6 separate regions of the Mus musculus genome follow, and all the other regions are linked to region 1. Evidence: chromatin contacts called from public Hi-C, HiChIP or PLAC-seq and promoter capture Hi-C data. All regions are on one chromosome and are shown on one strand. Each heading gives the region's core, a stretch centred on a gene start, on an enhancer-like site or on the middle of the called end of the contact. The rest is flanking DNA. Distances are from core to core; before and after follow the strand shown. Region 1 holds the start of Rictor (RPTOR independent companion of MTOR, complex 2). Region 2 holds the start of Nipbl (NIPBL cohesin loading factor). Region 3 overlaps Ttc33 (tetratricopeptide repeat domain 33). Region 4 holds the start of Cplane1 (ciliogenesis and planar polarity effector 1). Region 5 holds the start of Wdr70 (WD repeat domain 70). Region 6 holds the start of Gdnf (glial cell line derived neurotrophic factor).

Evidence for each region. Promoter capture Hi-C pulls out the DNA fragments that hold promoters and counts their contacts. A called contact is a pair of places that touch in the nucleus more often than the background predicts. HiChIP or PLAC-seq counts read pairs in DNA pulled down with a chosen protein or histone mark.
Region 2: a contact with region 1 is called in a Hi-C map of the N1E-115 cell line, with 6 times the contacts expected there. The contact joins the promoter of Nipbl here to the promoter of Rictor in region 1. A contact is called at or near these places in 5 of 39 promoter capture datasets (the 3T3-L1 cell line, hippocampal neurons, liver and 1 more), 2 of 484 Hi-C or Micro-C datasets (CD4 T cells and the N1E-115 cell line), 2 of 115 datasets of contacts at active chromatin or transcription factors (astrocytes and pancreatic cancer cells) and 2 of 9 other capture datasets (adipose tissue and liver).
Region 3: a contact with region 1 is called in a FOXA1 HiChIP or PLAC-seq map of pancreatic cancer cells. The contact joins the enhancer-like site here to the promoter of Rictor in region 1. A contact is called at or near these places in 9 of 39 promoter capture datasets (3T3-L1-derived adipocytes, the HPC-7 cell line, HPC-7-derived erythroid cells and 6 more), 2 of 484 Hi-C or Micro-C datasets (the HPC-7 cell line and pancreatic cancer cells) and 9 of 115 datasets of contacts at active chromatin or transcription factors (T-cell acute lymphoblastic leukemia, embryonic forebrain, embryonic stem cells and 4 more).
Region 4: a contact with region 1 is called in a promoter capture Hi-C map of pre-B cells, with 5 times the contacts expected there. The contact joins the promoter of Cplane1 here to the promoter of Rictor in region 1. A contact is called at or near these places in 7 of 39 promoter capture datasets (the 3T3-L1 cell line, 3T3-L1-derived adipocytes, the C10 cell line and 3 more), 1 of 484 Hi-C or Micro-C datasets (cardiomyocytes), 1 of 115 datasets of contacts at active chromatin or transcription factors (regulatory T cell precursor) and 1 of 9 other capture datasets (liver).
Region 5: a contact with region 1 is called in a promoter capture Hi-C map of liver, with 7 times the contacts expected there. The contact joins the promoter of Wdr70 here to the promoter of Rictor in region 1. A contact is called at or near these places in 15 of 39 promoter capture datasets (the 3T3-L1 cell line, 3T3-L1-derived adipocytes, the HPC-7 cell line and 10 more), 2 of 484 Hi-C or Micro-C datasets (Sertoli cells and erythroblasts), 7 of 115 datasets of contacts at active chromatin or transcription factors (the 230-238 cell line, astrocytes, embryonic stem cells and 2 more) and 2 of 9 other capture datasets (liver and pancreatic islet).
Region 6: a promoter capture Hi-C map of embryonic stem cells shows a contact between it and region 1, with 2.9 times the contacts expected there. The contact joins the promoter of Gdnf here to the promoter of Rictor in region 1. A contact is called at or near these places in 6 of 39 promoter capture datasets (the 3T3-L1 cell line, 3T3-L1-derived adipocytes, cranial neural crest and 2 more), 2 of 484 Hi-C or Micro-C datasets (embryonic stem cells and uterus) and 1 of 115 datasets of contacts at active chromatin or transcription factors (extraembryonic endoderm stem cells).

What each region holds. Positions count from the first base shown.
Region 1 is chr15:6,705,471-6,710,686 of GRCm38.p6, forward strand. It overlaps Rictor (RPTOR independent companion of MTOR, complex 2), which reads left to right and starts at 2,911. Exons shown (of 38, transcript NM_030168.3): 1 at 2,911-2,981; 2 at 3,163-3,210. The coding sequence starts at 2,933.
Region 2 is chr15:8,442,005-8,447,220 of GRCm38.p6, forward strand. It overlaps Nipbl (NIPBL cohesin loading factor), which reads right to left and starts at 2,459. Exons shown (of 47, transcript NM_027707.3): 1 at 2,121-2,459. It overlaps LOC102634078, which reads left to right. Exons shown (of 3, transcript XM_017316813.1): 2 at 1,711-1,960; 3 at 2,059-3,859. The coding sequence ends at 3,287.
Region 3 is chr15:5,202,825-5,208,040 of GRCm38.p6, forward strand. The region is part of intron 2 of Ttc33 (tetratricopeptide repeat domain 33); the gene reads left to right. Among named protein-coding and RNA genes, the nearest start is that of Ttc33, 20 kb to the left of the region's middle. Within about 2 kb of position 2,622, at least 10 of the 459 cell types and tissues checked have an H3K27ac peak or open chromatin away from gene starts, as enhancers often do. A contact at or near this core is called in pancreatic cancer cells, where this site is marked.
Region 4 is chr15:8,166,411-8,171,626 of GRCm38.p6, forward strand. Cplane1 (ciliogenesis and planar polarity effector 1) reads left to right here and starts at 2,696. Exons shown (of 53, transcript NM_001162906.1): 1 at 2,696-3,079; 2 at 3,896-3,984.
Region 5 is chr15:8,097,033-8,102,248 of GRCm38.p6, forward strand. Wdr70 (WD repeat domain 70) reads right to left here and starts at 2,177. Exons shown (of 18, transcript NM_001081402.1): 1 at 2,087-2,177; 2 at 1,924-1,989. The coding sequence starts at 2,111.
Region 6 is chr15:7,813,620-7,818,835 of GRCm38.p6, forward strand. It overlaps Gdnf (glial cell line derived neurotrophic factor), which reads left to right and starts at 1,931. Exons shown (of 2, transcript NM_001301357.1): 1 at 1,931-2,146. The coding sequence starts at 1,996.

The DNA of each region.
Region 1 (5,216 bases), core at 1,661-4,160:
CCTATGTAGCAAGGCAGATAGACTAAAGGGAACCAAGACTTTGGCAAGGAGGCTTTTGTTTCTGTTCAACATTACAGCTGTGCCTCGAACTGATAAAATACAGTTTCAGGATTATCAACTGTGTGTAGCAGGACGGGGGATTGAAGCAGCTGGCGACCAGCACTGAAGTCATGGCATCTGCAAAGCCAACTGAGCTGTCAGTCAGAGGTGTGCTCTTGGACTCCCTCTCACGTAACTTTTTTTTTATCAATGACTAGTATTAGAAAAAAAAGATTCATTGACACAGTAACTGAAAGCTGACTGGGAAATGAGAACTAAGAAGAGGAAGTCATATCCACAGTGGCTAGGTTAGAGCCACAATCAAATTAGAGAAGCAAGTCTTCTGGGCAGGCGAAAACAAATGAGGGGAGGACGGGTCTCAAGGGAGATTTGTAACACACATCACATCACAGAAAATAACCAGGCTTTTTATTTATGTTTTTCTTAATAAGTATCTTGTGTTCTGGGGCCAATTATGATTGACATCATTTAAAACTCAAGCATAACTTTGCATACTGTACAATGTTTATTATGTCTAAAGTCCTCATCCCTAGATGAGTGTCTTTTGTTCTTTTGGTCAGAAAGCCACCCACTTTAAGAGCAAATGTGGAGAACCCAATTCCCTGAAATAGAAACGGAAGAAAACAAACAATGATGGCTAGATTGAAAATGATGTGTGTTTTCCCCCTCCTGGAAGAGATGGAATAAATAAATAGTGGTCTTCAAATAAGGACACACAGTTATGAAGATGAAAGACTCGCAAGTTCCTCTACTAACTTAAAGTCAGTCAATTGTACTCACTTTAAAGAAAGCCTGGAACTTAAAGGAACTTACATCAGGCTAGGAAATGACTTAAAACAGGCGAGGATGGACATTAGCACCAGAAGGACCATTTGACAATCTGCTAGCATTTTATGGACAGATTTCTACTAATTTATTTTGTTTTTAGTGATTGTGATGTGTGGAGGGATGAAAGATAAACTTTTTCATGTTCTGGCCAGACCTCCAGCTTTGTGGTCTTCATCTAAGGCAGGAAATAGAATAAATAACTTCCATAGAGACTTGGAAGCTATATAAAAAGGAAGCAATTTTGTTGTTTATCAAGGCTTGTGCTGATAGTGTCAGGGAATATTTCTTTAAAGCACTGTAATTGTGTTAGATCCTTAAAGCTAAGTGCAACAGGGCAGCAGATGCCAGAATGCAGACTTCATCCTGAGATATGGGGTAGTACCCCAAGAGAGCAGCAATTCAAGTTTATTTTCCTGGTGTTTCTTTATTTTTCTTTTAAAAACTTTTGTTGCTTCTACAACTGTCATAGATCGACTATTGGTTAAAAGTCCAACCACAACTATTGGTTGTAGGTGACCAAGCAAGAAGAAAATATGCAGGCATGATCCCACAATTGAAAGGGGAATAGTAGTTTACATTCAGATACACATCTTGGATTTTTTTCCTTATATAATGCTTGTAAAAGTATTTTATAATGAACCATTTGAATTTTATATGTATTTCAAGCATTTATGAGTAAAGGAAATCTGTAATTGCTTACTTAATACCACTCTGTTAATATACTGGATCAACAAAGTCATTTTAAATTACATTTGCATAATTTCTACCTTTGGGCTTTCAAGTCTACAATTGCTCACTATTATTAACACGGAGAGTCTTTCTAATATTTTTTTATTTTTCTTTTTGATTTTAGAGAGGTTTTGGTTTGCTTTTTTTTTTTTTTTTTTAGTGAGAACATTATTATTATTTAGAACATTATTAGAACAAAAGGAGCTGAAGGTTTACACTAACAGATACTCGTTTTTGACGTCTGTACTAAAAACTAAGTGGTTAAGGCAAGATCTCCACTTTGGACTTTTAAGTCTGGAAGAGAGAGGTGAGGAATAGGAGGAGACAAAATATCCTCTCATTAAAGTAATCTAGCTTAAGAGAGTTGCTGGGTTAAGGGCCAAATGAGTGCGTACTAACCCGCTTCTAGAAACCCGTAAACTAATCCTTGTGACTAGTCCGCATTAAAAACATCGATCCTCGACATCGGCATCAGCCAGTGATGTAGGAGTAACAGAAAGCCAGGACGAGGCGCCCAGCCTCCTCCCCGGGCTCCGGGAGAGGAAACCCTGTCCCGGGCCTCCAGGCGCTGGCGCGCGCCGGGGAAAGAGTCCCGCGCTCGGGCGAGCGCCCTGCACGCCCGCTTTCTGCACTCCTTGCACGTCGGATGCCCGGCGGACCGAAAGCAAACCTCCGCCCTGCCGCCCAGCTCTCGGCGGCGGCGGCGAGCGGCTTTGCCTGTGATCAAGCGCGAAGCCGCTTAGCTCAATGGTCAGAGCGTGGGTGGAAAACAAACTTTGTTACGTGTTCACTCGGGGCGCCGCGGTTCTGGGAAAAGGATCAAAGCGACATTCCTAACTGTGCGCCGCGCGCCTTTTTCCCGGACCCCACCCTCTCTTTTAATAATAATAATAAAAATAATGGTAACAATTTTAGCCGATGAGTAAGGAAACGGGCTTTAAAGCCACGCGGGGAGTGCGGCGGGGCGGGCCAGCAGGTGGCCCGCCCGCATCCCGACCTCCGCCGCGCGCGCGCCCAGAGTCCCGGGCCACATCAATGGGCGCCCCCCCCCCCCGTGGGAACTGCGCCTCCCACCACGCCTGCGCCCCGACGCCCTGCCCGTGTCCCCCCGCCGGGGGTCGCATCCCACCGCCCAATGCGGGTCGGCACAGGCGGCGGCGCGTTGCTCGGCGCCCGCGGGCGAGCCTCCGTGCCGAGGGGCGGGGGCGCTGCCGCGGGAGGGGGGCGGAGGGGGCGGGAACGGCGCGCGGGGAGGGGAAGGGGGTTCTCGCGCGATCGGGCGAGGTTTCCGGTGTTGTGACTGAAACCCGTCAATATGGCGGCGATCGGCCGCGGCCGCTCTCTGAAGAACCTCCGAATACGAGGTAAGCCCGCTCGCCGCCCTCGCTCGCCTCACCCGGTGCGGGTCACGGGTCGCGGCGCTCGGCTTTGCTCCGGGCCTGGGGATGGGGTGGGGTGAGGTTGGACGGGGAAGACGAGCGGGGCGTCGGGCGCCGCCGGCCTGCGATGGATTCTAACTGGGGTTGTGTGTCTTGTCTCGCACAGGGCGGAATGACAGCGGCGAGGAGAACGTCCCGCTCGATCTGACCCGAGGTAACGCGGGCCGCCGCGGCCGCCGGGGAGGCGCGGGCAGCCGGGCGGGCGGGCTGGCAGGCGAGCCGCGCGGGGCAGCGAGGGGCCGAGCCCGCGCCCATCCCCCTGCCCCGCGCCCGGGTGGCCCGGGTTGCCCGGGGGGCTGAGCCCGCTCCGGGGCCTCGGGCGGCTGCGGAGCTCCCCGGCCGGCTCGGTCGCGTGTGTGTCCCCCCTCCGTCCGCTCCCGGGTCCCCCCACCTCCGGATCCCGGGGGCGGCCTTGGACGGGGTGGGTGGGGGAGCAAGGTAGAGGTTGTTATTTAGGTTGCTGGAGGATGTTTGTGGGAAGAGCGACCACATCCTGCCCTCCCCGTTCCCCCCAAGAGCAGATGCTGGACCCTGCCGGCTTCTTGCTCACTGCGGGACTGCTCTTCCCTGCCCGTGGGATCCTCTTGGGTGGGGTGGGGGGGGTCCCCGCAGCTTTTTGAGAACCCGGAGAGCCCGTGATGACTGCTAAGTGTCTGGTTCACGCCGCAGCTCCCTGCTGCTCGCTTCCCGTCTCCCGGGCCCGCTGGGGCTGTAGTTGGCTGGAGACCGCCCGCCCCCTCACTCGGCCGCCGCTTCATTGTGTACCTTGTGGCTGCAGTGGAGGAGAGCTGGGTTTGTTTACACCTTTCCCAGCAGGGCGAGCCCCGCGTGTGTTTTGTTTTTAAGAACCGCACCCGGCGAACGATCGGTATTTTCTTGCTTCGGTCACCGGCCCCCGGGCTGGTGTTTCATCTCCCAGTATCTCGCCGAAGCATCAGTCCGTTCTCTGCCTCCTTAAACAGGAGTTGGGTCTACAGATTCCGGACGGTCCGACTCCACAGCGCTGGAGTGGAGTGTAACTTAACTAGTTCTGCTGTTACGGAATCACTTTTTGAGATCCGTGAAACACCTTAGGACGTTAAAACAAGACAAGAACAGTCGTAAACATTGTATATACGACATGAATTTGGTTCCCCCACCCACCCTGTATGTAGTGACCGTCGTATAAAGTTATTTGGTGGATGTGGGATTTGGGGGACCCATCTCTGTATTGACTGCGTAATTCAGTTCTGTTTCGGTTTTTGTATTGTAAGAATCCTTCTGTGTAGACTGAAAGACTAGTTTTGATTTAGTTTCATGAACACGTGTTTGTTGTTTAGCATTTGGTTCTGATAGTTTAGGAAGCTGTTTTGAGTAAAGGAGCCCTTTCAAAGGGGAACCTCTTTAAAGATCCAGTGCAGTGGTGTGTCAGTCCTAGAGATGGCGACTACATCAGTGATCTGGAACACTCTTACCATTAACCAGCTTTCAGAAACACTATAGAAAAAAGGTCAAGCTTTAGTTGTTTTTTTTTTTCAAATTTGTAAACTTAATATATACCTGAAAAATGTATACAAAGTAGGTTTTCCAGACAGCGGTTCTGAGTATCATAATTCAGACCTGAGATTTTGCATCGTGCTTTTCTAACCATGTAGTTCGCCACTGATTTAATTGGTAACGGAGAAACTGTGTGAAGATACCTCTTGGTTAACTAGAGCCTAGTACCTACAGTATAAACCTGTTCAGATGTGGGATTTTGTTAATCTTCTTTATATATTTTTGTGGAGGCTGTCAGAATTTGGGATGGTAGAAAAGCTTATATACAAGCTTATATGAAACTTGCCTCACTTCAATAGGAACTCGGGAAGACAAATCAGTGGGTACGATTGAAAATCATCAGTTCTCTAAGACTTGACTTAAACGGCTATGTGATGAGCAGCTGTTTCTAGGGTTACGTAAAATGCTTAGACAATGTTATGTTTGCTTGCCGGGATAAAACGTACTAGTGTTGCAAATAAGTATTCACAGCCAGTTGACCTGATTGCAAAAGCAATGCACAACAGAGAGAGGTTACAGGAGAACTGTAGGCCTCAATCATAAGGAAGCTTAGAAGGAAAAAGTTAGGAGTTAGATTCATATATAGGGAGACAGTTGATTAGAGAAAGTGTTACTTGAACAAAC
Region 2 (5,216 bases), core at 1,209-3,708, 1.7 Mb after region 1:
ACAGGTTTGCATAAGACTCCTTGTAACTTATAAAAGTTGCTTCTGTTTATGAAAACTAAGCAAGAACTCTTTTCCCATTATCTTTCATGGAAATAAATTCATCTCTTGACATACAGTTCAGATAAAAGTTGAAACGATAATCACAGAGCCTTTAAAACATTTTTTTAATGACACCTTTACCCAACCTTTTACACGCCCCCCCTCCCCCAAACTGCTTTCTCAAGACGGGAAGTCTTCCTCACTTCAGCATTCCCTCCTGGCATACTCCCCCCCCCACACACACACACCGCCTTCACCCCCGTAGGCCTGAGGCCCCGTAGCAAACAGAGTCTAACAGGAGCAGGCAGCACAAAGACAGGAATGGGAGATTAGTGGGAGGGAGGGAGGCCGGGATTGGGGCTCAGCAGGACCTTCAGGCTTTTTAAAATTCAAACTGCTCCCCGACCAATACAAATCACGGACACGCTACTGACTACTACACGGATTTATAGCATTAAAAACATGCCTAGTACGTGACAGCTATATTAACTTCACTCTTTTTAACATTTATCCATACGTTTTCAGGAAAGGTGGAGCAATTTTTTGTAAGCAGCATGCTAAACTCAAAAATAACCCGCAAAAAAGTTATTCTACAGTGACAAAAACTTAAGACCCAGAATATTTAAAGGGCTATTTTAACCACTACCATTACGAGGGGCCGCCTTGAGTAGTGTTGCTACCTTTTAACAAATGAGTTCTCCCTCAGCGAATATGAAACAAAGTATCAAACGGGACATTTCTTTTTCTGTGCAATTTTTAAAGTCTGAGGACTTTTAAAAAGGTATTTCCGTCTTACACCAACTTCCATTGCCAAAGCCGCGAGAAACAAGCTCCCAACATCTAACTTACTCGTGAACTAGAACTTGGTAAGATACAGAACTGGTATTTTTCTCCAGCATCTACAGATACATTTGACCTATTAAAATGACACCTCGCTCATTACACAGTCAAACATCATGGTACAAACAGCCAATGACAATCCTGGGACTCACTAAGATCTGCCCTGACAAGAAAGGATGGCACCTTCTATGTGTGTATATGTATGTGTGTTTTAAACCTCCCAAAGATTCTAAGTGCAACTTAACTTCTATCCTTTGAAAGAAAATAGGTTTCATCCTTATCTCCATGTACGCTCAAAAACACTTAGAATTCTTTGTATTCTTGCACCCGTTTAGGCTAAAAAGTATCCAGAGAGTTTTATGTAGTCATTTAAAATTATCCTTACATAACAGATACAAATACAAAGTGTCGGAGTAAACCTGTCAAGTTCTTTCTACTTGGTCTTTGAATAAAAAGTCCATGTGCAACACACTCTGTCAAACAACATAAAAGCTCCTGGGCGGGGATGTGCAGTGTGCACAACGCTAGGGTTTTCTAGATTAAATATACATGTGGACGGTTTGATCCTTTTACAAAGGAAACCAGTCTTTATTAACTTTCCAAAACGTCCAAACAAGTTTGGCAGAGAATTACCACTGTAGCCGTGTCTGAGTATTTACATTTGTTTCACTAACTGAAACTACTTCCTCCCTTCATGGGGTCACAGGGGGAAGAAGGGGGGTTGTTTGTTTCACTGGGACGTTCCCCACTCCCGGACCGGGAAAGTTGTAAATATGGGGGACGATCGGGGCACATTTGCTGATAGTTGTATTGTTTCCGCCTCCTCACTAGCTACGGCTCCTCTCCCGGGCGAGGCCTGTCACCGACCAGCAGTCGCTCCGCTCAGCCCGGAGCTCTCCTAATCCCCGAGCTCAAGTAGATTCCGCTGGCCCGCGGCCTGCACTCTCCGCCGGGCCTACGCCTCCCCGGCCGCCCGGCAGGGAGCCCGGTTCCCCGTCACCGAAGCCGGCCGGGAGAGGCTACGAACCCCGCCGCCACCGCCGCCGCCGCCGCCACCCAGGGTGGCTGCCGCCGGAGAGGAGCGAGCGAGCGAACTCACTCTCTCGACTCGCCCCGTGGAAGAGACCCGGGGCCGCTGAGGAAACGGCGGGGAGGGGAGCGAGGAGGAGAAACGCTGAGGGACCTGGCGCCGGCGCCACCGCCGCCACCGCCGCCGCCGAAATAAAAGAGCAGGAATTTACCTGGGCGAATCGGCGTCTGAATCCGAAGCGGAGGCCGAGGCCGCGGTGGCAAGAGAGAGAGAGCGAGAGAGCGAGACTATAATCCGGGCCGGGAGGGGGGGTGGCTACGGCTCCTCTTCCGTCTCCTCAGTGCGGGGAACATGTAGAGCCGGGGGGAGAGCAGCCGAGAAGACAAATCGCGGCTTCTTCTTCGTCCTCCTCCTCCTTCTCCCACATAGAAACACTCACACAAACACCCGGCCGGGGGCCCCGAGCTACCGGGGGGGCATCGCCGCGGGCCCGGGAACCAATCCTCCTGGCGGCGGGGGCGTCCCTCCCTGGCGGCTTTGCTGGTGTCGGGTGAGTCGGTACCGACGGAGGGAGGGAGGGACGGGAGGGCGGGCGGGGGGGAAGGAGCCCAGTGTGTGTGTGTGTGTGTGTGTATGTGTGTGTGTGTGTGTGTATGTGTGTGTGTATGTGTGTGTGTGTCTCTCTCTCTCGTTCCGTCTCTCCCTCTCAGAACAAAATGCCGACCGGAAGTGCAGCTGCAGGAATGACTCCCTCCGCCGGCGCCAAACACTAACAACCACCCCCTCTTCCCTACTCCACTTCCGCCGCCGCCACCGCCGCCGCCGCCACTCGGGCTCGCAGCTCTGCCTCAGCGCGCCGGCTCCCGCGGGCTCCGGAGGCGCGGCGGCGGCGGCGACAGCGGCGGAGGCAGCGGGAGCAGCAGCGGCGGTTCTGCTCCGTGCCCTTGTCCTGTGCAACGGACGGCCGTGGATGCTGCCCGTGGGGTCGCTTCTGCAAGACGGCGTCTACGCCGTTGCTCGGGTGACCGGCTTGATTTTTTTTTTTTTTTTTTCCTTTTGGTCCCCCTCGAGGCGACAGCAGCCGGGCGCTGGTCCGCTGTGGTGGCGTGAGGCCGGGATCTCCCTCTTCTCAGGCGCTCCGGGCCTCATAGCCCCCCACCCTCAATCCCGGAGAAGGCGGCCAGCCGAGGCCGCGCTGCTCTCCCTGACTGGCCGGCCCCGGGCCCCGGGGGGAAGCCGAGCTCCCGCTGCCGGCGGGTTGGATGCCGACCTTTCAAACGCTGTTCCCGCAGCCGTGATGGATGGATCGTCCCGGGAGCGGCCGGATCCTATGTCTGTCTGGGTTATTTTCTGCGAAGAACACAGTCCTCGGAGGTGAAGACTCCCAGCCTGGCTGAGTTGGAATCGTGATCGTGGTGGTGGTGGTGCATTAATTTCTGGAAATACGAGAGGGCTGCTGGACTTGCCTCTTTTTTTTTTTTTTTTTTTTTTTTTTTTCCTTTTTGGCGGTGGTTTTGATTGCCTCCCTGGTAGTCGGGATAAGGCCTGTAGGCGACGCTGTGCAAGCAAGGAGCCGGTCGCTCTGGCGCTGCGATCTAGGTGTGGGTGGAGCCCAGGCCATCCTGACGCCGGGCACCGGAGCCCCGGCACCGGCGCACTTCAAAACATCGTTTTCCTCTGTATGTTGAAAACTCAGAGGCTCTGGACAAGGCTGGAGTACAAAATGTGAATACGAATACAGTACCGTACCCGATGGTAGTGTCTTACTGTAAAACCGGAGGGCATTTCATCGCCACACAGTTTTCTGTTTGCTTGCTTGTTTGTTTGTTTGTTTTTGTATAAATTGTAAGGGGGCTAATTCTTCAGGTAAAAAGTGCCAGTAGGTAAGCACATTTTACTCAGGAGGAACCATATTATATTTTTTTAAATAAAATAAGTTGTCAGCGTTAATCGTTTGCTTGTCTATGCACTGATGTATAGGACAGCTCGCCTACAGGTTATTCTTTTGCTTTAGAAGTCACTGGGGGTGAGGTGTTAAAGATTTTGTCATTTCTGCACTCCTGACACTAGATGACTATCGCGACCAGAGGGAGTAAGTCAGGGCGGTGACTTCGGCCCAAGGAGTCCTGCAAGTGGGGGAAAAGGTCCGGGCTTGATATCCGTGCAAATAGAACTAAGCCTCGCCATGCTTCTGCCGTCCCCTTCCCCAGAGTGCCCCTGGGACTTGGCGGCGCCCTCGTCATCAGGGTTTTGCCCCATGTCACCCTGGTGCCTCCAGCACTTCTGTTTACCTTCCATGTTGGCGGCGTCGTTCTCATTTTTTCCTCCGGGCTTTCTATCTCGTCTGGCTCTTTTTCCCCAGTAGCCTTCAGGGCTTCAGGAAATGAAGTTTAACTTTCCTTCGCAGGTGTTCTGCATAGCGCGCTGTGGATGGCTCAGTCACTCCCCTCCCTCACTTCTGAACTCTACCCTTTACTATGAGTTTATCAATACCTAACAGAACTTTTATGAAAGACGGTGAAAACTGGAAAAATGTTTAGATGGAACCGAGATAAGGTTATTAGAGGTCAGGAGAAAGCTCTCTTCTAGACATTCGAAAGCTCATAAAGATGATTGCTTTTAGGTTTCTCTAGATGGCATGGCAGAGGCCTGGACATTTGTTGATCACGTGGCCTTGCCCCTAGTGGGCTAATTCATATTACTCTAGTGACTCACAAAAATGCATTCTTAATCCTGTCTGCCCCCCCCCCCCCCCTTTCTTGCAAATACATGCAAGACTGACTGACTGACTGAACCGAAGTCTAAGAATTTGATTGGCTCGGCTCAGATACAGCAGCATTACTGGAAAAGTTCATTCAGCAAGTATTTATTGGTGACCTAATGCATGCCGGGCACTGGGATTCAGAGAGGGTGTGGAAAGGACTTCGGTTACTACTTAATTATGCTGTCAAAGCAAAAGCTACAGGGATTTTTAGATTTTCTGAAATACAGGTTCTGTGAAACATGAGGGAAGCCTCGTGTTGGTATTTTGCTCACCGTTGGGGTTGACGTCTCTTTAGATTTACTTAGCTTACTGAAAGGCATTTTGGAAAAGTACAAATGTAAGAAATTTTATTTCCCAGTAGCTGGAGAGTAGATCTTAGAATTTAATATAGCAGTGGGCTGGAAGCTGTACAGTAAAGACTTTATTTAGTTCTGTTTCTTTTCTTTACATGTACAGAATTTTTAGACAAGGATACTGTTTTAGTAGCTATTTTATACCCAAATAATTAAATATTATTTGGTAGAGTCAATCTGCACCGTATTA
Region 3 (5,216 bases), core at 1,372-3,871, 1.5 Mb before region 1:
GCAAGTCTTTTGTAACTACTAAGACAGAAGGTACTTTTACCTCTGGTACTTTTAGACTTCTGATTCTGTACATTTTCTTTACAGCAATCGTGTTTATTCAATTACTCATTTCATGTCGTTTTTCATATTAGAATGTAGGTTCTGTGTAAGTAGACATTTTGTGTCCTTCATTGCTATATGCCCAACCTGTAGCAGCTAATGTGTGTTCACTATATATTTGACTGTGTGAATGTGGGCCATATCAATTTGCTTTGATGATTTTCTTCGAAGGATTTATCAAAGTTTGGTGGAAACAAAAGAAATCTGAAAGTTGATTTGATAAAAATTTAGAGAAATAATGTGTTTGGCAGAAAGGTAAAGGTGACTGAGATTTGTGTACACTGAATTGTTGAACTAGTTAGACAATAATAATAATATCTAGGCTATGTGAGCAAGGGAATCTTGTGATATATTAGAATCAAAGAAAGTAATCTAGATGAGCCTTTAAGCATAGGGCATTTATAATATGATTATCTGGGAAAAGAATAGTCCAGGCAGAGGAAATAACAATACCAATGCCCTAAAGCAGATGTATGCCTAGTGTATCTGAGGAATAGCAAGGAGTATGGTCAAAATATGATTAAAGCACACCATGGAAAGGGGCCAGGTCAGAGGGGAGGTTAGAGACAGAAAAGGGAGCCAGTCTTTATAGGCCTCTGTAGTCACTGTTTTATTGCTGTGAAGAGACCAATGTGCCTCTAATAAGAGAAAGCATTTACTTGGGGGCTTATTTACATCTCAGAGGTTTAGTTAGTCCTTTACCATCATGGCAGAGAGTACGGTACCATGTAGGCAGGTTGCTGGAGCAGTAGCTGAGAGCTACATTCAGATTCATAGGCACAAAGAAGAGGAGAGGAGCTGCAGGGGAGGAAGAGAGGGAGGGAGGGAGGGAGGGAGAGAGAGAGAGAGCTCACAGTGTGTATGTGAAAGGCTTTCTATGGTATTTTGAATCGTCAAAGCCCTCCCTCCAATGACACATTCTTTCAGCAAGGCCACACCCACTCCAACATGGCTATGTCTCCTAATCCTTCTAATCTTTCCAAATAATGCCACTCTCTTGTGGCTAAGCATTCAAATATACGAGCTTTTGGGAGCCATTTTTCCCATTAATTATTTATTTATCACTTTATATCCCCTCCTGACATCGCTTCACATATGGCCTCTCTTCTCCTCTGAGAAGTGGGAGGCTGGAGGCCTTTTTTATTCAAAGTACCACAGGCAGTGAGTTTCTCTTCTGTATCTTATTACTACTTTTCTTATTTTGTCAGTTTGCTTCTCTACATAGTTTCAACTCTTGAGTTTCCTGTTTTCAGATTCCACAAAGAGGAATCTGATAGGCTTATGCCGGTTGGACCAGGCCATAGAAGTTATACAGAGTCAACTAGACAATGGCTTGGCTTGTTTGGATTACATAGTTTTCTTTGTTCCAGGTAGCTATGGCCTGGGTGAAAGAACTTGTGGTCTTCCTTCACTTGAAAAAAGGACTGGTTAAAACCCAGTTTCTAATACCTACCAACAAAGGTGCTACTGAGTAACTATAATATCTCCTATAACTGTATAATAGTCAGTCTTTAAGCAAGTATGCTATAGAGAGAATCTTTTGGTCTAAAGGAATGGAGGAATGTTTCATATGTGTATAAAAAGTACAATACATTTAAAAACCGAGGTTTGTGATTTCTTGGGGAACAACCCAGAATTGTGCTGATGCGTCATAAAGTTGGGGTAGAGCTGGCAGGTTGCCCACCCTCCTGTGCAGTCCAGCAACCATGCTTACATGGGTAGCTCTGATTGGACCTCCTGGGCTGTGGAGAAGAGGAGGGAAGAAAAATTGGGAGGGAACCTGTTAGGGGGTGAGGGGGGCTGCAGGAGGGTAATGGGGTGCATGGGATTGTATTTCATGCAAGAAACTCAAGAATAGAAAACATGGTAAAACGATACTGACAAACAGCTGAGACGAATAAGGAGGTAGTCTGAGTAATGAGGGGGGAAGGTGGCCACACGGTCCCCACATTATTAGAAGCCTTTCACCTAGAATTAAACAGTGCTCAGGTAGATGTCTTTTCATCGAGGAATTCTGTGAGCTGCAGGTTATGAAGGAGCTGGGCTCAGTGGTACATTCCTGTAATCTCAGCACTCAGGAGTCAGAGGCAGGTGGATCGGACTTTGAGGCTACCCTGGCCTATGTAGTAAGTTCCAGGCCAGCCAAGGCTACATTGTATAAGAACTGGTTGCAAAAGCCCCTCAAAGCCCCAAAAGGCTCTAACAGTGGTCTAGGCTTACTTATTTCTGTATGATTTGGCTGGAATCAGAGGTTACCGCCTTCCTTTAATTGAACATTTAACTCGTAGTTAAGCTTTGAGCACAGACCAGCCTGGTCTACAGAGTGAGTTCCAAGACAGCCAGGGCTCCACGGAGAAACTCTGATCGGAAAACCAAAAAAAACCAACAAAACACAAACCTGTGGTTTGACCGCCACGCCTTTAATGAGTATAAAAGCAAACTTCGTAAAGCACACTCCCACTATGCACTCTTTGTGCTTTGTCAAGATGGTATGAGACTTACCTTGGCTGGCCAGTCCATCCGGGAGATCCTCCTGTCTGTCACCACAGTGGTGATATTTCAAAAGCTTGTGCTGTGTTTGAGGTTTATGTGTGTGCAGAGGAACTGCACTCACGCCCTCAGGCTTGTGCAGCAAGCACTTTCCTGATGGAGCCACCCCACCCCCACCCCCTGGCTTTACGGAGTCCGGGTCTTTACATGCAGCATATTTTCTGTAATGTAGTGGACATGTTCTGAGATGTGGATCGCTAGGCAGTTTCATGTGTATACATGAATATCATGTATAACCTCTGAAGACTGCATCATGGAGTATACTTACAAAAACTTACATGGCCTTTTGAAAAGGATGCCTTGTGAGGAAATAGGACCAAGTGTGGCTTAGCATGAGGCTCTGATGTTACACTTGGTGCCTTCAAATCCTACCCGACCCTTGTAGCTGCAGCATTAGCTATATTTGGGAAGGTAGCTTCTTTAATCTTCAGCTCTCTTATTTATGAAGTGGAGATAATGACTAATGCCACCTGGGGTTCTGGTGAGGGTCCAGTTCCAGTAGAGTAATGAAGGTCACGTAACTGGCACTGCAGTCTGCTCAGTGACTGTTAGCGTTTGCTAACATATAACTCACAAATCTCTTTGCTGTGTCCAAGTGCAATGGAAAAGTGAGAAATATGTTTAAGGCCCACACAATTATGCATGTGGTATAAAGAAAAAGAATTGGACTAAATAACAACCTGGATGGTTTAGGTTAGTCTCTTGAGTTGCCTCTGGTGTGCTGAAGGGAGACAGTGAGAACAGGATGTATGGAGTTTCACTTCTGGTGATTGTACAAGATACAGTAAACTTGCTCTCCTAAGTATAAGAAATGAACTCTAAAATAGCAATAAAAAGTTTGTGAGTTAGATGGGGAGATGACTCAGTTGATAAGAATTCTTGCTGAATAAGCGTAAGGACCTTTGTCCAAATCTCCAGCACTCATTTAAAACCTGCACATGTGTGCCTGTGATCCCCGCTTTGTTGACTGTGAGATAGTGGATCCCAGGAGCTCACTGGCCAACTACCCTTACAAAACCTGCATTTTTCAGGCTCAGAAAAGACCTGTCTCAAGGAAATAACATCGACAGCAATAAAGGAGGATGCTGTCCTAACGCCTGCACACACACATCAGCACAAGTGTACACTATGCACACACGCGCGCACACACACACTATTATATGTATTATATGATTATAATTTATATTAGAGAATATGAATAGCAGTTGTTTATTACCAGGTATTGTGCATTGTACATACAAAACACATACTGAGAAAGTGAAGGGTCTTGAAAACAACAAGAAATGATTTAAGAGAAGATAGTACACAATGGCACATGACAGAGATTGTCAGTGATTCACAGCCCTGGGACTGCAGACGTGCTCAAGTACCTGGAAAGAAGAGCAGTCATTAACATTGCCTAGAGAGCAGGAAACGGTGCACAGTCTCTGAAGACTGCAGCAAGTGTGCTAAGGGCAATTGTGCAGTTACTCAGGTAGTTTAGCTGCTTGTGGCTACAGTTGAAGATATTAATTGAATACCTGGCTCTCAATCTTAAAATAAAAGGTGGGGGTGTGCATTGATTATTAGTCTTGTTGCTGTGACTAAAGACTTGACAAGAAGCCACTTGAGGGAGGAAGAGTTTATTTTAGCTCCCAGGCTGACAGGATACAGCCCATCATTGCAGAGAAGGCATAATGGCAATAGTTCCACCCTGGCAGGAGTGTGCTGTTGGGATTTCTCATGTCTCACACCCTGGTGGAACAGGACAAAGGGGAAGGAAGGAAGCAGGGCTGGTATTTAAAATTTTTAGGTCAGACCCCGGTGATCCATTCCCCACTGAGTCACTACCTCTTAAAGGTTCTGCAACTTTTCCAAATAGTGCCACCATTTGGACCAAGTGTCCATACATATACCTTTAAGGGACATGACACACTCAAACCATAGCTTACCAGAAGTTATCTGCTTATTATTTTGGGTGCATTTTACCCATCTTTTAAGCTTGGCGTGTGTTTGTATTATGAGCAAAAATAGATATTTGTCCTTCCCATGACTAAAACCGTTGGAGAGGAAAGGGGTTATTTTGCTCACATCTTCTCATTACTGCTCATCGTTGAATGAAGTCATGGCAGGAGCCTGGGGGCAAGAGCTGTAGAGAGGCCATGCAAGAGTACTGCTCACTGGCTTGCTGGGCCGACTTGTAGAGAAAGACTGCCAGTCCAGTGGTCCCATCCATAACAGGCTCAACCCCTAATTTAAAAAATGCACTACAGGTTTTCCTGCTAACAATCTGACCTTATGGAGACATTTTCTGAATTTGGGTTTCCTCTCAGATGAATTTAGATGTGCCAATTTGTCATAAAACTAGTCAGGACGACTGCCATCTCTGCCAGGTAGATTGCTATAGCAGAACCTAGGCATGGAACTGGATTGCAAGCTTTTAAGACAAATCCTTTAGAGTACATATCCTATCATTGAAGTTAATTCAAAAAGAAAGACATTTGATTTCTCAGGCCACAAATCGCTTTTAAAGAATAATAATAATACTGTATAAATGCTGTGGTGTGTGTGGAGGTCAGAGGACAAGC
Region 4 (5,216 bases), core at 1,446-3,945, 1.5 Mb after region 1:
CATCTCAAAATTTTTAACCCAGAAATGTACATGTCTTCAGCCCTGGCCCAGAACCATTTGACAGACCTTAAGAGAAGCAGGAATTACTCTGTCTTGACAGAGCTAAGCTGTCAACTATCCCATATCATGTGTCCTTTCCTGGACAGTATTTTTTGCCTGCAGATGAACTAGGGCAATTCTGGCCCAGTGGCTACTTTGCCACAACTGGAGCAACTCTCTATGGAGGTTGTGATGCTCAGTATCTTCTTTGTACCGTGAAGGGTGAGGGTACTGTCAACAGCAGACATGTCTCGTAGTCAAAAATCTATTAATAATGCAATTATTTTAAATGTCATAATCTGTGAATTTCTGATGCTTTTGAAGACTAGTATATCTGAACTGTTAAACTACTGCTCTTAGGTATTTCTAGCTGAATAAAAATGAAAGCACCTAATTATAATTAAATCAGAATCGAATATGACTATGAGTTTACTGTCTGGCATCTGGCCCTTACCTTGCATTACTTAATTATCCTAGACCGTGTGTAATAGCAGCTATAGAAGGATCAGGTCAAAGCTTTATATTCTCGTTTTGTTTTTTTTGAGACAGGGTTTCTCTGTGTAGCCCTGGCTGTCCTAGAACTCACTTTGTAGACCAGGCTGGCCTCAAACTCAGAAATCTGCCTGCCTCTGCCTCCCGAGTGCTGGGATTAAAGGCGTGCACCACCACGCCGGGCAAAGCTTTATATTCTTAAGTGAGTTGCATAGGCACAATGCCTAAGTGTAACAATATTAATTTCAAGTTTTGTAACAATATTCAAAGATTTATACGGATGGAAACCTTAAACCTATATCAATTTATAAATTCTGTACCAATATAAGGAATTATAACTTCAAGTTTGCATCAAATACAAAGATTTCTACCAATGTTAGATTATGGCTATGCAATGCTTTGTTTAAGAATAATTTTAGTAATCCATCCCATATATCTAACTTTCTATACTATCACTCTATCCTCTCTTTCCCTTTAACCTCCTTCCTTTTACCTCGGAAGGAAAGGAGAGAGGAGAGGAGAGGAAAGACAGAAAGCTCCAAGCCTAAGCCCTCTATTTAGTTTCCTCCCTATTCAAAATTATGACCATTTCCAAATTATCCCTTAAAATGATAGCCTACCTATAATTTATGAAATAACCATAATCGAGAGATAGGGATAGCAACTGTCCACAACTTCCTCCTGCTGAATTGGGTTGACAAATATTTTTAAGGGGTGGGAGGAGGAGGGAAAGTGGAAGAAGTGGTTAGGCTTAAGAAAGCTAGCACTAGCATCTGTTACCCAGTCGTTGTATACGTAGAAGGCTCAGGGCTTGACAGGTTCTGACTGGAGCTGTCTGAAAGGCTGGATGAACCTAATCCGTCTGGAACCTGGGGCTATTCCTGAAGCTGCTCTAGAAGCAAGTCTCTGGAGACAGCATCAGAAGGGAGGGGGCTGGAGCAGCAGCTCATTTCAGCGTCCATGCGGATGAACCTTGTCAGAGCTGCACATTCAGCAATACGTGAATCTTACAACCAACAGTTTAGTACTGTAAGATACCTGTGTGGATTGTGCAAAGTGCACAGATGAGTTAAGGTTGAACTTTTGCTCCTTGTTTGAGCAGGTAAAAGACGAGTATTCTTTTTATGAGTTAATTTGATCGATAACCAATTGTGATAAATCCTTCATGACATGTGAAGAATTCCATGACCAACACGATTTATTGTCTAATTTTAGCTGAAGTTTTGGCTAGAGACTTTTTTTTTTTTTTTTTGGTTTTTTGAGACAGGGTTTCTCTGTGTAGCCCTGGCTGTCCTGGAACTCACTCTGTAGACCAGGCTGGCCTCGAACTCAGAAATCCGCCTGCCTCTGCCTCCCAAGTGCTGGGATTAAAGGCGTGCCACCACTGCCCGGCAAGTTTTTGTTGTTGTTGTTGTTGGTTTTTGTTTGTTTGTTTGTTTATTTATCTATTATATGTGTGTGCACTGTTGTCTTCAGACACTCCAGAAGAGAGCATCAGATTTTTGTTATGGATGGTTGTGAGCTACCATGTGGTTGCAGGGATTTGAACTCAGGACCTTTGGAAGAGCAGTCGGTGCTCTTAACCGCTGAGCCATCTCACCAGCCCGTTGTTGTTGTTTTTTAACTTGTTATTTTATGAGTGTTTTGCCTACGTGTATGTATGTGCACCACCTTTGTAGCTGGTGCCCACAGAAGCCACAAAAGAGTGTCAGATGCCCTGGAACTGGAGTTACTCAGGGTTATGTCGTAGGTGCTGGGACTCTGAAATCGGGTCCTCCACAAAGGCAACAACTGCTCTTAACAGCGCAGATCTAAATGTTGGTTCTTAAGGCATTCTCATGCCAAGCTCCACGGAGAGCTCGGAAACTCAAAAGTCTTGCACGAGGGGAAGCCAGGGATGGATGGAGAGAGAAAGGACTACCGAGCTGAGGAGAGAGCAGGAGGGCAGGACAGACTCGGTGGAGGTAACCCACTCTGGCAGGCTTGCAGCGCTCTCCCAGAACCCCGGCGCAAAGCTGGCTACGCCGAGGAGGCGGGGCGGGCGGGGATCCGTCAGGTGCCCGCCCACGGAGCGGCATGGAGCATGCGCAGTGGGGCGGCCCCGCCCACGCGTCGCCTGGACACGGCTCTGGGGTGGCGGGCGCGGCCTCCTCCAGGGCTCAGCGGCTTCGCAGCCTCTGCGGTCCTCGGTGGGAGGTGGCGGCCTTGGGACCTTCCCCAGGGGCTCGGTCCCCGTGCCCCCCGCCTCCCAGGGTCTCCGGGCTAGCTGTGGGGACTTCCGTTTTCCTCGCGGCCGCCCGCCGTCCCGCCCAGGTCCTTCTTTGGGTCGCAGGCGTCCCCTCCCCGCCGTGGCCCCTCACACCTCCACAGGGGACCTCCGGGCAGGACTCTGCGGCCACAGCCACGAGGAAACCTCTGAGGAGACCCCAGCGGACGGCAGAGCAGTGAGGGATGGACGCGGGTTCCTAGCATCCTCCGTAGCACAAACCCCGCCCGGGACGTCAGCGATTTTCTTGAAATTGTATGCTCCGATTTGTTTGAAATAAAGGTACCTTTCCCCGGTTCCCGTAGACTGGGCAGATTACTCCTGTCATACATATATTTTTGCGCCATGGAGCGGATTTTTTTTAAAAATCAGTTCTTCCATCTGCAGTGTCTGTTGTGTAGTGCTTGGTCTATCCAGTAGCATCAGTGTTTTGAGAGGCTTTGCAGTATGCGTCAGAAAATGGTGTTTGCTGCATCCCAGGAGAGAGGTGATTGTTAGAATTCTAAGTGACGGGAGGTTGTACGTGATTCTGTAGCGCACCGTACTGAAATCTTGAAGTGGGTTTGCTGTCTTTCTATCTTTTATGCTTTACTTGAAAAAAAAAATATGTCTATCTTTTCCCAAACAAATCCTTTGCATAAATCTTTAAGTGTCTTTCACATCTAGAAGGACTCATTAGACAAAAAACATAATACAATTAATCCCTCAAAACCAAAACTAACAAGTTGCTGTCACCAGTAGAATCTAACGATGATTAACTCAGTCGTGCTGGGTTTTCTCCTGTTGCCTTTTATCAATTTTGCATTTAAAGTTGCATAATGTAATTAAATATGTATTTTAGATTAACCAGTTCCTTATGTTTTGCTGTACCTTATTTTTCTCTTTACATGTGCATATGTATAGTATTTAGGAATTATTAAACTACCTAGAAATAGCTTTTGATTTGAAGATGATTGCGTATATTAAATAGTCTTATATTCACTTGTCATACTCAGAATAATGCATATTTCTGGTAATGCTATTTTACATGAGTAGTCATCAAATTTAGGAAACTTGGCATTGAATAATATAGCATTTTTGTTTTGTTTTTTGATGCAGAATAAAATGCTTCATTTGGCCGCCTTGTGTGGTTAAATCATCCTTCATTTGGAACACCTGAGCTTCTGATTCTTCGCTGACACTGGTTGGTTAGTTTCATGTCCATTTATCACAAACCAGAATCATTTGGGAAGAACCTGAGTTGAAAAAAATGTCCCCCCCCCACCTCACGTGCCAAAACAGTGGTATGGCAGCTCTTTTCATTTTGAGGCAGGGTCGGGCTGGCCATAAATTCAGGTCTGGGCAGAGAAGCCTTGAATTTGGTCTTCCTGCCTCAGCCTCTGGAGTAGCTGCAACTTCATGTGCAGTAGCAACAGGACTGTGGAGGCTTCTTCAGGTGAGCTAGTTTGGACTTGCTCACAGCTGTGTGGGCTGACGGTCGTTTGCTTTACTTGGTGAGAGGAGTTTCATAAATGGTTACTCCAGGGATTTTTCTCCCCTTTTGTGATTTAGCCTTGGAAATTCATAGTGTCCCTTCCATTGTACTCTCTTGGCCAGAGTAATCCCACAGTCTACCTTAACGTCAAGGGAATCGGCAGAGCAGGAGGCTAGGGAATTTGCCGTTCTTTACTAAAATATAGTCAGCTACACTGAGAAATGCAGATCATATGAAACTATGTTTATGGCCACTGTCTGAGAAGTAGCGTATTAAGAAAGCAAATACATTTTGCCTCTGTTCAGGATGTGGATGAAATACAGAATGCAATTTCTTACCTTTTAAAAAGAGAGTTGTTGGGGCTGAAGAAGATGGCTCAGCAGTTATGAGAACTGGCTGTTCTTCGAGAAGACGTGGGTTCAATTCCCAGAACCCACATGGCAGCTCACAACTGTAACTCCAGCTCCAGGAGATCCAACAGCCTCACACAGACATACATGCAGGAAAGACACCAATTCACATAAAATAAAAATAAATAAATTTTTTTTAAAAAAAGAATTTTTATAGATGTATTAAAAGTTCTCCAACTTGTAAATTAACATGTTCAGTGTTACCATTTGACTTTCAGATGTCTCCCGTAGGCTCATTATCTTGATTGAATATTCTGTCTCCAGCTTGTGATACTGTTTTGAGAGGTTCTAGAAACTTAAAGAGTTTGGTCTGAGAACATAGGTCACTGGGGGTGCACCTTTGAAGGCTAATCCTGGTCCACTATCCCTACTCCCTCTGCTTTCTTTCTCCTGTGAGGCGAAGACTCTGCTCTTCCCTGTGCTCCTACAGCAGGGTATTCTGTGCAAACAGCCCACTGAGAGTTGGGCCTTCTGAAATGAAGCCACAGCAAATCTTTCCTCCCTTACTTAGGTGGTTTCCATCTGTTATTTTGTC
Region 5 (5,216 bases), core at 927-3,426, 1.4 Mb after region 1:
TACATGAGAGCTAAAAAAAAGAAAAAAATTCCACCTACTAACATAATCACAGACTATCCATCCCTCCTACTCTTGAATAAGGTATCCATGGGTTTTTGTTTGTTTTCCAATTTTTTAGTTTTTTTCTAAATAGCAACAAAAAGACAGTATCTAACCAGGTGCATACTACACGGTAAAATCCCAGAACCAAGGAGCTAAGAGGAAAAAGGGTCAGAAGCACACGGTCATCCTCAGCTTACATACAAAGTCTAAGGCAAGCCTGAGCTGTGTCAGGTCCTGTTTTAACTAAGAAATAAAAATAAATAACAAAAAATAAGTAAAGACAGTCTAACTACATAGTCCAGGCTAGCTTCAAACTTGAAACCTGCCTCAGCCACTCAATTAGATTCTTGTATCAAGTTATTAAAGTTTTTAATAACTCTCTCAACAAACAAAAAATAAAATTTAAGTGATACAAGATCTCTGGACACTAAAATAAATCAAGTTCTAACAGTGCAGCTTAGTAATGGGACAGGTAGTTAGCATGCAGGAAGCCCTGTTGAGTCCTCCTACTACCAAAAATTAAATCATGTTTTGGAGGCCGGGCATGGTGGCGCATGCCTTTAATCCCAGCACTTGGGAGGCAGAGACAGGAGGATTTCTGAGTTCGAGGCCAGCCTAGTCTACAAAGTGAGTTCCAAGACGGCCAGGGCTATACAGAGAAACCCTGTCTCAAAAAAAAAATCATGTTTTGGAAGAATATAATACATGAAAATCGCAAAATACTGTCTTAAAAAGCAATGTTTACTCATAAATATGATATTAAATTTTAATATGCACCAGGAGATCTAAAAAAAAAAAAAAACAGATTTGACTTCCTTTTCTTCGTGATTCTCCTAATTTTCTGAAGTCAAAAACAGGAGTTGGAGAGATGATTCACAAGTTAAGAACACTTGTTGCTCTTGCAAAGGACATGTTTAGTTCCCAGGGCCCACAAGGTGGCTCACAACCATCTGTAACTCTAGTTCCATGGGACCCAGTGACCTCTTCTGGCCCCCATAGGTACTGCAGGCAAATGGTGCACAGACATAGAGGCAAAACAACCGCTCAGAAATATAACTATATATACATTTATCTTTTAAAAAAATAAATCCACCGGGTGGTGGTAGCTCAAGCCTTTAATCCAGGCAACCGGGAGACCGAAGCAAGCAGATCTTTACGGGTTCGATGCCAGCCTGGTCTACAGGGTGATATCCAGGACAGCCAGGACTGTTACACAAACACACACACACACACACACACACACACAAAACCTGTCTAGAAAAAAACAAAAAACAAACAAACAAACAAAAGAGGAGAATGAATAGGAAGAAGAGGAAAAGAGGAGGTGGAAGAGGGAAGGAAAAAGAAGAAAAGAAGGGAGAAAAGAAAGAAAAAAAGTAAATACTGTAACTACCCTTTTATCGACTAATTACCTAGAAGAAGCTAAGTAGATGAATAAATGAAACAATGAATGAATGAGAACTAGGTACATCAGAGAGACATTTGTTCCCAAAACAAATTACAGGTCAATTTCCATTTGATTTTTCTAGCACTGATACTATTAACAGATGATTATGTCTTTTGAGACTGTTTTTTCTTTTAAATCACCTAATAATGTGACAAGACCAGGGTATACATTAAGACTGAAGAGGAAGAAACGCTATATCCACCAAAATGTTATTTAATGGTCGCCACTAAATGTCTTTCTCAGACTGGGTCACCATAGTAATCCCTTTCCGTCAAGGTTTCCAACTGTCACCTGAACTGGTCTCAACAGTTTAAATGGGACCGATTCGGATTTGGCACGGCGGAAGGCGCCGGTCAAAAGTGGCAGCTCTCCTACCCTTTACTCGCAAGCCCCGGGCGAAGTCGGGCTGGGCTCTGCCCCGGGCAGTCACTCACCGAATCCTGTGAAGCCCATGGTGACCGCCAGCTGAGGGTCGGGTCCCGCCGTGTCTGCGCCTGTCACTGGAGCAAGAAACAAAGGACAGACCGGCCGTCAGCCCGGCGCTCCAGTGCCCAGCACGGCCCTCCACCCCGGCTGGCCCGCCTAACCCACACCCACCTTCGCTGGTTCCCGAGTGCTCCATGACTGCCCGAGCCCACCGCCTCCGTGGATGCAGCAGCGCGCGACTCCCGGCAAGCCCGACGGAAGTGTCGTCACCGAGACCGCGTCGCCAAGAGCGGCCCGGCTGCGTGGGTAGGCAGGCTTTCGGACTCTCGCCCCCTAGCGGTGCGGAGGGAATGCGCTGACAAGCCACGAGGAGGTCTAGTTTGGGAGTTCCCTAAAACCTTTCGGTGGTTTCAGATGCGTTCTCAAGCAAAGTCCTGGCACGTTTCTAAGGAAATCAACAGAATCTTGTTATTTGCATGCTACTTTTATCTATATTCGTAATGTACTTGACGTACATGATGAAACTTCCACTGCTGCCCATCTTCTCAGTATGCTTGAAGAAACCACTATCTAGTTATAAAGATGCCAGAAAACTGAAGAGTTGTTAGGAATGTTTAAAGCGCTTGCCCTCAGTCTCCACTCTCTAGGCTAGCCTTGTTTACTAAGGGTTCCAAATGTTACATGTTACATAACTACTGTGTTTCCAATTTATTTTAGTTTCTTTACAACTCTGTTCCTATTCTTAATGACACATCATTTAATATACTTTTAAAGTCTAAAACAAATACTTGGTTGAATTTTTCTTTTGTCAGAGTCTCTCATTTTGTAATCCATGCCTGGCCCAGAACTCAGAGACCCATCTAGATTCCTCTGCCTCCCAAGCTTTTAAAGATGTGTGCTACCAAGCCAAGTGAAAATACTTCATTTTCACATGCACTCAATGATTGTGGACGTGGTATAAACATGCCTTACTGTGCAACCTGCAGACCTATTCTTCTACTATGTGGTTCTGGGGGTGGACCTCAAGTCACAAGCTTAGCAGAAAAGACAATTTCCTACTGAGCCTTGTAGTCCACTCAAGAATGAAAATTCTTTGATAAAATTACTCCTGAGCCCCAATATTAGACTCCTGTCTCTGTCTATGGTTCATTGATAATGATTATCTAATGCTTCCATTGTCCTTAGAGTAAAAGAAAAATTTATTAGTACAAAGAAGCTGTAGATCTGTGGTTGCTTAGCATAGACAAGGCTAAGGGTCTGTATTGGATCTCCACCACAAAAAAATACAAATTTAATAAAAGGTTAGCCTGACTTCCAAAACCTTTCTATTCCAATCTTGTCATTTTCAACATTCCCATTTAGTGCAGGGAGCGGCCTCAGAACACATAGTCCTGAATGCTTTAACTCTTCACCAAGTCATTGATCCAACCAGCTCATCTCCAACTATCAAATTAAATCTCTCCTGCTTTTGAAAGCATCTGTAGAACTTTGTAGGCCTCCAACTAAATAAGGCCCACCTACCATGTGATACCCTAGTCTGTCTTCATAATATAATGGCTGGGCAGGCACTCTTGAGTGGTTATTAAATGAATTAATAAGAAGAAATGGTTGTGAAGGCAAGTTACTTTTCCTATGCACAAGATGTATATAATTTGTAGCAAGGAAGTTTGGGTTTGCCTCAAGAGATTACTAGTGACAAATTACCCTGAACTTCAACCAGTAAGGCTAATTTATTTTGCCTACTCTCAAATATGTTATTATTGGTGCTAATATTTCTTTTCTGAGCATAAATAAGCAGCCATTAGATACTGGAGTAGAACTTTATGAATGATATTATGTATCCATAACCTTTAAGCTCATAAGTAATAGTTTCAGCTCCTCAATTGTCAAGGAGAAGAAATTTTGAGATTCATGATATATTAAACTTTAAACTGAAAAGCACTAGAGAAAATGAAAAAAAAATAGCTATTCCATCACCCCATTAGAATTGGTATTTATCACCATAAACATCATTTTAAAAAGACACTCTGCTATCAATCAATGATGACAACAATGCAGCTTCCACATTAAACTATTTCTGTTGAGTATGCGTGAAACAACTTCATAAACATAACTGTAAAGTGTAATGGAAGATTTTTATTTCTCTTGAAGAAAATGAATTTATTCATTAATCAAAACAGGAAGCCACTCAATCAATGATTCCCAGTGCAATCTGCAGACTGTTTAAGAGTGCCCATATGATCAAGACTCTTTGGCAAATAATCTAAGATACCAGTTGGGGATTTCTTCACTATATTGATTATATTGACTGTTGAAGCAAAAGCAATGGCGTACTAAAATAGGGCACATTAGAATATTAGTTTTTCTGAATGATTCATCAATTGGGGAGGGCCAGACAGTAAGCCATTTAAGTCTCTACTGGACAAAAAGGAGCAAGGAGCCATAGCAAAGAAAACAATTGACTGGTGGAAAGTCCTTAGAGGTTAAATCACAGAACTTTTGGAATGTCTCTCTGTATTAAGGGAATTTATTGTAATGACTTAGTCTGTGCGCTAACTAATCCAGCGATGGGCAGCTGTGAATGGAACATCCAAGAATCTAGGAGTTGCTCAGTCACACGAGGCTAGTTGTTTCAACTGGTCTTCTGAATCGTGGTGCAGCTGGAATCCTCAAGAAGTATATTCCAACAGATGTGCTAGCAAGTCAGTGCAAGCAGCCTAAGAAGACTGAGTCTTCCCTCATCCAATGTCCTTATGTAGGTCTCTAGCAGAAAGTGTGGCCCAGATTAAAAGTGTGTACCACCACGCCTAGATTTGTAACTTGCTTAGTCCCAGGCTGGCCAAGATCTGCTTGCCTCAGTCTCCTGGGATAAAAGGCGTGTACTACCTTGCCTGGGCCTAAGCTTTTCATGGCCACTATGTCTTACACGCGTTCTCACGACCGGCCAGGAAGAACACAACAAACCAGAATCTTCTGCGGCAAAACTTTATTGCTTACATCTTCAGGAGCCAGAGTGCAAACCCCAAGCCCCCCATTGCTTACATCTTTAGGAGCCAGAGCGCCAGAGCGCCAGAGCGAGAGCTCTATTGTTTACATCTTTAGGAGCAAGAGAGCAAGCCCCCAAAGCCCCCCATTGCTTACATCTTTAAGAGCCAGAGTGCCAGAGCTTCAGAGCGCCAGAGCGAGAGCTCTATTGTTTACATCTTTAGGAGCAAGAGAGCAAGCCCCAAGCCCAAAAGTGAAAGCGAAACCCCGTCCCTCTTAAGGAGAGTTATCCTTCGCCTAGGACGTATCACTCCCT
Region 6 (5,216 bases), core at 681-3,180, 1.1 Mb after region 1:
CTTTCCGTGAGCCAAACTGAGATAGATAAATAAATAAATAAATAAATAAATAGGAAAACCCTCTTAATGCGGAAGGGAAATCTGGTGCCTCCGCCGCTTCCTGCCGACCGGCACGGCGATCCAGGACCGCGCCTTAACCCCGCGCCTCCCTGCCGCTCGGGACTGCCAGCCATTTCGCACGCACCCGAGAGCTGGCAAAGCTAGCACCCCGGAGGCCTTGCCTTCCCCCCCCCCCCCCGCTCCCCGCTCGCGAAGCGCCTCTCTGCACTGCTGCGTGAGGGGCGGGAGCCAGGGGAGTCTTTTTTTTTCCCCCTCCTCTGGGGTGTTCGAGCCAGCCCGCGCAGCCGGAACCCCGGAGCTGTGTGGTTCCGTCGCTTCCCAATCTCCGAACCCAACAGCTGCGGAGAAAACAGACGCCCAAGGGATGGAAAATGAATTCGTCTCCGCAGCAGTGGGAGGTGGCAGCCGAATTAAATGCTTTCCTAGTGGCCTTATCTAGGGACCTAGACTGGAATTCTGGGTGGAGATTGTGAGGGGCGGGAGGGATGTACCCCGGAAAGGAGAGAGAAGCAAAAGCCTGGAGACTAATAGGAAAGGTGCAGGGAGGTGTGTGTGTGTGTGTGTGTGTGTGTGTGTGTGTGTGTACCTGAAAACTGATTTGCCCTCCCCCATTAAAAATGTCAAGACTGTTTTCTCAAAATGCATGATTTACCTGATTTGAGAATGCTCCCCAGCCAATTCCCCATGCTGGAACAACGGGACTTGTGAGTGACAGAGTACCACCATACCCGAAGTGATTCAATCTCTCTTCCCCCGTCTCTTTGGATGGGACTTTTCGCCAAGTGAACATAGCCTTCTTTATTAGCAAGCTCACCCCAGACTGCAAGGCCTTCTTCCTTTCTAGAGATGTGAGGTCTTAAGAGTCCAAAGGACTCGGTGTTCAGGACTCTTACTACGGTCCTGGGTCCTGGAGTAGCTAGGGGAACCGAAAGATAGCATCTCTGCTGAGAGGGACAGAATTAGGACCAAAACTTCACAAAGCTGCAAAACTAAAATCAAGGGCGTGTTCGGGTATACCACGGAGGGCTTTAAATGTCAAGATAGATCCAGTCGCCGCCTACTAACAGTGGTAAAACATTTATTGGGCACTTTCTGGACTTGTTCGTGAGTTAATGATCCTAAGAAGTGGAACTGGTATTTTAAGCCAAACCGATGCTTCCGAAGTTAAGTGACTTAACTTGGCACTTTTATGCAGGCCAGAGTCTGCAAAGTCACATGAACTTGTTCTGGTGACATTTTTTTCTTTCACTTAGCCAGGATGTTTAAAAGGTAGACAGAGGGAGGGCAAGTGTTTCCACCAAGCCTGAGCCTACACCCTGCCTAGTTAGAAGAAAGGTCCAGCCTGGGACAGATAGGTGAGCTTGATTTTAGTCCCAGAGGTAAAAAGCCTGTTGTTTGCATCAGCGAAAGGATGGCTTCCAGAGCTCACATATGGGAGTTGCTGGGGAGGGGAAGGGTGGTCTCTGTCTGTCGAGGGCCGGGCAAAGGTAGCCAGATGGGGGCTACCCCGTGCGCCCCCGCCCCCCGGGAATATGGGATGTCGCGCGAGCCAGTAGAAGCAACGGGCCCGGAGTTGTGGTATAAATTTATGTCCATAATCTGACCTCTGGAAGTTGGAGGCTGGAGGACCGAAGAGTGGTCAGCAGTGCACCCGTTGGGAATGCGAGCTGCACCTGGGGTGTACCAGGGATGAAGGAAGATGGGCGGGCAGTAAACCAGAACAAGGGCGGGGTGCTTAGGGAAGCACCGATCAAAAGCAGTGCGGGCGGAGAGGCTGTGAGTTGGGAGCAGGTTGGGGGGGGGGGCAGGGAAGTGGTGAAGAGGCTGCCCTGCAGTCAGCACCAGGGTCCTGGGCGTCTGAGCCTAACTTGCCTGGTGCGGTTCTCTTCCCCGCTGCCCGCCCGCGCAGGTGCCGCCGCCGGACGGGACTCTAAGATGAAGTTATGGGATGTCGTGGCTGTCTGCCTGGTGTTGCTCCACACCGCGTCTGCCTTCCCGCTGCCCGCCGGTAAGAGGCTTCTCGAAGCGCCCGCTGAAGACCACTCCCTCGGCCACCGCCGCGTGCCCTTCGCGCTGACCAGTGACTGTAAGAACCGTTCCCTCCCCGGGGGCATCATCCGGCGGACCCCAGGGCACCCTACCGCAGCATGCACGCACGCAGTCACCCGGGCCAGCCGGGAAGGTTGTGCGCCTCTCCACTAAGTGGGAAGGGCTGGGAGGCCCTTAAGGGTACTCAGCTGCATGCCGCTGCCCAAGGGTTTCCAGGCGCCTTGCAAATACAGAGGATGTGGAATAGTGTCCCTTTATCATTCTCATCAACAAATATCCCACTATCGCCACCATCACAACCACAACCAGGGCACACACACATTGCCCCCAACCCCTTACTTCCCTGCCCCTCTAAGAATACACAGCAGGATCTTTCTTTTAAGGCTATTTTACTGTGCCTTGCTAAAACCCTCTTGCATTTTCATCCTGAACTGCACTTGCAAGGAGTTTTGTGAGAAAGGCCAGCCAGAGAGAAAACACAGAAGGACCTCCATTTCCAGAGCTAGCATCTGCCTAGTGTCAATTCTGTTCAGAAGAGTTCTGCTATAGGAAGAGTCCAGGGTGACTAGTGCAAAGTGGACTGAAAGGGAGAAACGTTCAGAATGCACAGTGCTAACTCAAAAACAACAACCACAACAAACGCAGGGTACTCTTAAAACAAGTCTGTGATTTACTGCTCCAAAGCTAATGCCTTCTAGAAGCGAGCAATTACAACCTATCCTCCAGTCCTCAGAAGTCCATACGGGTAAAGTCAGATAGACAGGAAAGGAGTTACAGAGAAAATGAAAGTATCTAGGTTAAAAGGTGGCAACAGAAAAGTTGATACAATCTCAAAATACTCAGCGGCCACCCACCTCACCCCTTAGAACGAGTGGCTTTGAAGGTTTGCATTTGAAGTGCCCTGTGGTTATGACCACCAGGGAAAGCTTGAGTCAGCCCAGGACGTACAGAAACCCTTGGCCCTGGACAAGAAAACAGGCAGAATGTGGCAAGTGTTTCATTTCAACAACAAAAATGGCTTCTTGTATAAGGGTCAAAAAGGGGCGGGGGGGATAGAATTTTATAAGGATTTTGGGAGTGATTTGTGGTTTAAAAGGAACGTAGTTGGTCCCTTGAAATTCAGACCCAGACCTGTCAATTAAACTCATCTTTAAAGAGCCTCACTTCAATCCCAAGCTTAGGGCGTACAAATATTTCTCTGATTGAAATTCTAAATGCCCTCTGTTGTTGTCTTCATTTAACCATTGCAAAAGGGCAAACCAAAGGGACAGGGGCAGAGTGGCAGATAATAATAGTTCTCAAATTCAGGTATCAGTGGAGAGAACTCTGACTGTTTGATTGCATTCTGATTAATTCATGGGGGTTTAATTGCTATATTAGTATCCTGTCTACCGGGGCTTGCTTCCCACTAATTCTTCCAAGTTAATGGCTTTAGAACTCAGTGTGAACAGTTTACAGCTCCACGGAAGGAATGCCTTTCTTCTCCCACGTGCCAGTAGCTACCAGGATTGCTCCTTGGCCTCCATACTCCTGTCCTAACCATCCTTGGAGAATAGACTCATAAAAAGAGAGTGGAGTCTTCTAAGAATGCTAAAGGTTGTTGATACTGGATTGCATGCCAGGAGTCTAATTTAATGGGTTTGAGGTGTAGCCTGGGTGTTCAGACTTTTAGATGTTTCCCAGGTGTGTCTAGTGTTGTTCCCAAGGTTGAGTCACCAAAGTTTGATAACACCCTAGGAAAAACCTGAGGCTTCTGTGGGTTAAGCAGCCGTTTAGCAACCAAAATAGTATTGAATCCCATTGACTGCCTGGATCCCACTGGGAAGTGGGCAGGATTGCATCTCCCTTTCTCAAATGATACTAAAGCATCTATGGACAAGATTCTGACTACGATTTTGTTCAGGACAGCAGAATGCATCCAATTCTGCTTTGTCTATGGAAAGACCCAGTAGAACCTAGACAGAGAAATTACCCAAAGAGAAACTGAGCTGTGTTCTAAGCCAATTGACTTCTTTCCAGGTATGTTCAATTCGGCAGCAAGCTGTCAGTGCAGGGAAGGCAAAATAACGACAGTGTGCAGACTTTAAATATTCAACTAATGTCAGCACACCCCTAACACAGTGCTGACATTTATATCCTCACTGTACACAGAGCAACTGGCTAAGTCTTGTGTAGAAAACCATTAAATCATTGCATTTCATTTGAAAATAAAAGGTGCTATAAATTTTGGTCACTGTAGTTTCCTTCGGGTGCTTGGGATTTCATAATTAAGCAAAAGAGCCTCTGTCACAGTGACAGTCACTGTGCACTTTCCATAGAGACACTGGAACTGTGTCTTCCACTGCACACATTCACTCTTGAGACAGCATCTGTTCCCCTGGGTCCAGGACAAGTTAAACATCCCAAGTTCTATTCCAACATAGGAAAGCCAAGCAGATAGAATTAATAACTGACTTGCTTGTCTTGAGGTTGGCTATAAAATAAATGCCCCATGACCATTTTTAACTTACTCGGAAACTTGCTTGTAGCTTGCTTTTGGAAGCATCCAAGACTTTGTCTCTAGCCCCCTTGTTCATTTGTCTTTCTTCCTGCCTATCTTCTCCAAACGAAGATTAGAGATTGTGTGAGAGGTCTGTCGTTCAGGTGTCATAGCATTTTAAAGCTGAAACAAAAGGTTTCTGGTTCTGAGAGCTGAAAACATGAAATCCAAAGTGCCAAGTACCCCCGGTGGCAGTAGACAGGTCTTGGGACTCCGAGGCCAGTGTTTACCCAAACCACTAAGATACATTACGTATGGAAGGAACTCTATGGGGGTGGATGCCCTTCAACCAGTGACTAAAACTGATTGCTCAAGATTTTCAGAACTTATTGAAGATTCATTCATTATCGTCTTATGCTACATCTTGACTATCACTCTAACAACTAAAAGCATAAAATACGTACAATTTTAAATGTTTACATTCGTCAAATAATGTGTGCCTGTTCATTCCAGAGACTGACCAGAGTGCCACAAATATCTGGTATACGTAACACAGAGATGTCTCTGACTGTATAGAACATCCTTCCATGAATGTACATATTTGGTTCCAAAAAAATTAAGCATGAAG